Linked DNA regions of Gossypium arboreum: region 2 is linked to region 1. The links are chromatin contacts, called in public Hi-C maps. All regions are on one chromosome and are shown on one strand. Each heading gives the region's core, a stretch centred on a gene start, on an enhancer-like site or on the middle of the called end of the contact. The rest is flanking DNA. Distances are from core to core; before and after follow the strand shown. Region 1 holds the start of LOC108483120 (elongation factor Tu, chloroplastic). Region 2 holds the start of LOC108480940 (21 kDa protein-like).

What was found. Hi-C and Micro-C count contacts between places; a contact is called where the count stands out from the background.
Region 2: a contact with region 1 is called in a Hi-C map of leaf, with 1.7 times the contacts expected there. The contact joins the promoter of LOC108480940 here to the promoter of LOC108483120 in region 1. A contact is called at or near these places in 2 of 5 Hi-C or Micro-C datasets (both in leaf).

What each region holds. Positions count from the first base shown.
Region 1 is chr1:13,839,927-13,842,649 of ASM2569848v2, reverse strand. It overlaps LOC108483120 (elongation factor Tu, chloroplastic), which reads left to right and starts at 1,335. Exons shown (of 1, transcript XM_017786340.2): 1 at 1,335-2,723. The coding sequence starts at 1,576.
Region 2 is chr1:14,235,324-14,238,046 of ASM2569848v2, reverse strand. It overlaps LOC108480940 (21 kDa protein-like), which reads right to left and starts at 1,403. Exons shown (of 1, transcript XM_017784089.2): 1 at 393-1,403. The coding sequence starts at 1,302. The coding sequence ends at 697.

The DNA of each region.
Region 1 (2,723 bases), core at 86-2,585:
CAATTTCTTCATTATTTTACTTGTTCATTGCTTAAACTAGGTTTGTCTCCAACAATTAAATATATATTAATATAAACAACATTTTAAATTGATATAATAGAAATATTAAATTGATTCAAAATTTTACATGCATGACCAATAAAAACATATTGTCAAATTCAAGGACTGAATTGATAAAATATTAATAATATAAAAATTAAAAATACATAAAATCACTTAAATTTTACACTAATTTAATTGAATTTCTTTCCATATTTTTATATTTATATTAATAAAATTTTGCTCATACCCTTTTTATCTACCGTTTATTTATTTACTTTTTAGAATATTATCCACTATTTTATTTAATTTTTGTAAAATAGATCTACTATTTATTGAAGATAAAGAAAGGGGGGATTTGTAGACCACTGAAGTTTTAGGGGAAAGTTGAGAACCTGAATCAGAGACGTGGCACGATAAGGGCTGGGGTTGTCTTTGTAGGTTTGGGTGGGTTGTCTTATCATGGATCTTTCATGTCCTCAGACAATCTAAACCATAATATTTGTTTGGTCAAAAAGACCATATTCCTAGCCCTGTTCTAAGCATTACCCCAACCCTAAACCTTCAAGGAAAACACACTCCTTTGAACTATTTGACGGGTCCTTGTATTGAAGGGCCTTAGAGTTAGGAGTCAGTAATTTAATGTTCTCTAGCATTTGGTTTAAATAATTGGATTAAATCTCAAAATTATAAGTAGATTTTAGTTTAATATATAATTTTATATAAATTTTAATTTTATGTGATTTTATATATAATATTTTAATTTAATTTAATTCTTATAAATTATTAATATAATTATTGGTAAAACATCATATTATGTTTATATATAGCATACACAAATAATTACATTTATCCAATATTAAAATACTTTAATGTATTTATTTATTTAAATGTGTATAATTGAATCAAAATGAAAATTTTATTTATATATTTGAACCACATTCAAAGTTTCACATATATAATCGCACAAATTAAAATTTATGTATAATTTTATTTTTAAAATTTATAGAGGTAATTTAACCAAATATGAACATTTGAAAGTGGAATAAGCACTATTATTTAGGTTTAATACTTGAATTTCATACAGTTTTCTGATAATTTTATATATACTTACATTTAATAAAAATTAATACATTTTTTATTTTTAAAAAAAACCTGTAAACTTATTGAAATATAGTAGTATAGAACTTCAAGATAGGAAGCCCAATTTTTAGGCCTAAAGAAGTAATAGTGATTTGTGGGGATGGGATGATGGGCCTGCTGGGTAGTAAGTGAGCATAGGAAGAGGAAATTTCAATAGTACCCCGAGAGAGCGAGGGAGGGAGCAGTGGATATGGCAGAGGAAGCAGAAGTGGATAAAACAACTCCTCATATTAGCCTTTCTTTTTAGTCCGTCCATTTCACAAACCCTCATCCTCAAAGCCACAGAGGAATAAGATAACACAAACCCAAATCTCTTTTACCTTCTCTTCTTCATTTTCCAAAGCCAAAGGCCAAAACCCTCCTTTCCTCTCTTCTCCTCTCCTCTACAAGGAAATGGCAATTTCATCAACAGCAGCAGCCACTGCCGCTTCTTCTAAGCTTAGATACCCACACGCCTCCCCTTTCCCAACTCACTCCTCAACCACCACCTCTGCCTTTTTCTCCTCAATTCCCTCTAAACTAACCCCTACCCACCTCTCCTCTTCCTTCCTCCCTCCTTTCCTCACTACCGTTGCCACCACTTACGTATTCCCTCGCCGTCGCGATTCTTTCACCGTCAAAGCTGCCCGTGGGAAATTCGAACGCAAAAAGCCCCACGTTAACATCGGGACCATCGGCCATGTCGACCACGGCAAAACCACCTTAACTGCCGCTCTAACTATGGCCTTAGCTTCCATGGGTAACAGTGCCCCAAAAAAGTACGACGAAATTGATGCCGCCCCTGAAGAGCGTGCCCGTGGCATCACCATTAACACCGCCACTGTTGAATACGAAACCGAAAATCGCCATTACGCCCACGTCGACTGCCCAGGGCACGCTGATTATGTCAAAAACATGATTACCGGAGCTGCCCAAATGGACGGTGCTATCTTGGTTGTTTCCGGAGCCGATGGACCCATGCCTCAGACTAAAGAACATATCTTGTTGGCTAAACAGGTCGGTGTCCCTAACGTGGTTGTGTTTTTGAACAAACAAGACCAGGTAGATGATGAAGAGCTTTTGCAATTAGTGGAATTGGAGGTGCGTGAATTGCTTTCTAGTTACGAATTTCCCGGTGATGATGTCCCTATTATTTCTGGCTCCGCACTTTTAGCTTTAGAAGCTTTGATGGCTAAGCCCAGTATTCCTAGAGGTGAAAACCAATGGGTGGATAAGATTTATGAACTTATGGATGCTGTTGATAGTTACATTCCTGTTCCTCAAAGACAAACAGATTTGCCTTTCTTGTTAGCTGTTGAGGATGTGTTTTCCATCACGGGTCGTGGTACTGTTGCCACTGGTCGTATCGAGAGAGGTACTGTTAAGGTTGGAGAGACTGTTGACATTGTTGGATTGAAGGATACAAGGAACGTAACAGTTACTGGTGTGGAAATGTTTCAAAAGACATTAGATGACGCCATGGCTGGTGATAATGTTGGGTTGTTACTTAGAGGTGTTCAAAAGGCCGATATTCAGAGAGGGATGGTTTTGGCTAAACCAGG
Region 2 (2,723 bases), core at 154-2,653, 400 kb before region 1:
TTCGACAATAAATGTTGTACTTTATATTTAGATCCAACAATCGAGTAGAGTGCGAGCATATTTTTACTGAAGAAAAAACAACTAATAAACTAATGATAGATATTTATTCTAATAATTAAACCAAGAAAGTATGCAACTAAGTACGGGGTAGGCAATCAACATTGGGTAGGGACTAAGGCCCAGAATTTGAAGTGGAAGTTGAGTGCTCGAATATATTAATATCGAAAATACTCGTAATTTCAAGTACAAGATATTTTTGAATACCAAATTAATCTTGACGTTTGAAACAAAATTTGCATTTAGTAAAGTTATTAAGTAGTCTTAAATGAGTTACAAAAATATGAGATCAAAATAATACTACTATGTCTATACAAAATCAAGACCAGATGTACTTGTAACAAACTAAAACCTCTGCTTGTATGCTGCAACAGAGGCTTCATCAACTTTACTTTTACTATGTTCACAAAAAGCAATTTATTGTACAGATACAACGTGTGCGCATAATATAGATCACTCCGTTCATTTTCATTAAGACACCAAGATCACACACAGACACACACACATCTCCATTCCCTTCTTTGGACCACATATATATTTTACATTTACCAGGAAAACAGAAGTAGTTTCTAAAAATCCATAAATACAATTGCTACCGTAAATAATGACTAAATTTCCCCTGTACAGTTGATTAAATAGCTAACCATGAAATGAAGCATAGCTGTTGACCAAAGCCAAGGCATTACTTGTCAAATGAGCGATTGTGACAATCTTGGATCTCACAGCAGTCTTTATACTGCCGTTCATGTTTTTCCCTCCAAACCCGTCGGCGCAGGTGTTCTCATCCGTCAAAGCAGCGCTAACCCATGTCTGTATATCGTTAATCATTAGTCCAAAATTGGAGCCTTTAATCTGACCCATCTCGCTGATTGACTTTCTCAGCTCATCTATCGTGTCCTCCAATTCCTCCACGCAATCTTGCATGGCGCCCACCTCTGTAGGCTTCAATCCTTGGCTTTTGGCAAGCTTCACCATCATGGCCGAGGTTGACTTGGCGGTTGAAAGGGTCACGTTTAGGGCTGCATGGGCGATGAGTTGGGGGCTTGTTTGGATCATGCTAGCCTGTGTTAAGAGAGATTCGTAACAAAGTTTAGGGTAAGTCGTTGAACTACAAGATGTTCTGATAAACTCAATGCTAGTTTTAGGGGCAATTTGCCTACCAGCTGAACTTATATTTATCAAGGAACTAAAGGCGACAAGAATGAGAAGGAATCCAAAAGAATTATAAGAGAATGTGCTTGCCATATCTCTTGCTCTTTATTTTTTCTATTTTTTGTTTTTTGTTTCCAAAGAAAAATGAGAGCAACTGGAATGATGAAAATGGTGGAGGCAAAGGCCAGCAATTTATAGGGATAATTGTTACCGCATGTGCATGTGCGTAATTCTCGCATACGTGATGTAATTGGTCCTAACTAGGCTTTTAAGGGCCAAGCCTCATTGGAATAATTAGGGACAAGTTGTGTTCACGAGGTAACACAAATCGGGTTACAGTTGAAAACAATAAAATTGATACGATATGGCCCTTTGTCTTTTAGCTAGATATTTTAAAACAAACATGACAAAATTCTGTCGGCTGCGGTTGGATTTTTTAAATATATCAAATTTCCTTGTATCCTTTTTCAAAAACTAAATCATTAAGCTTTGTTTTTTTCTTTTACACTTGTATTTGAATATTTAAACTTTTAAAATATATAAAAAGTTTAAATTTTTAAAAAATAAATAAGTCCCTACTTTTTTATTTTACATTTAATTAGGTACTTAAATTTTTAAAATACATAAAAAACCTTTAAACTTTTTAAAAATATAATTAAGTCCTTTTTCACTCAATTGGGTATTTTAACTACTCCTAATTTTTTCAAATAAAGTCACCACATGTCACAACCTCAATAGGACATGTAACAAAAATGATAAAAATAAAAATCAATGAAAATTTATAAAAATATTAAATTTTAATTAAAATATTTAAAAATTAGAATAACTAGAATAATTATAAAATCGTAAAAGAATTTATAAAGAATTTTAAAATTTTATAAAAGTTGTAAAAATTGTAAAATATATAGAAATATAGAAAAAATTATAAAATTTTATAAAGTCATAACAAAATTATAAAAATAAAGAAATATAAAATTGAAAAAGACTTATAAAAATTATCGTACTAAAAAGCATGTCATGCCGTGTTGCGATATATGGTAACTTTAATTAAAAAAAACAAGAAGCTGTTATCTTTAACGGTTAAAGTTAATAGTTAAAGGTCTTTTTTATGCATTTTATAATTTTATGGTATTTATAAAACAATCCTAATTTTAATAAATTCTAAATATTTTTATTAAAATTAAATATTTTATAAATTTTATTGATTTTTATTTTTTATAATTTTTTTGTCACATGCCACGCCATGGTTGTTACACAAGTGGCTTTGACTAAAAAAGATAAGGGGTAATTAAATTTAACGATCAACTGTTAAAGTTAATGGTCAAATGGTATTTTTGAAGCATTTAACAGTTTAAGTACCTAATTGGATGAAAAATTTAGGAGCTTAATTGCTTTTCTTAAAAAGTTTGAGGGTATTTTTATGCATTTTGAAAGTTCAAATATACATTGTGTGCAAAAAATAAAAAACAAAAAAATATACTTAATTACTTTTTAAAAAAATTAAACACTTTTAA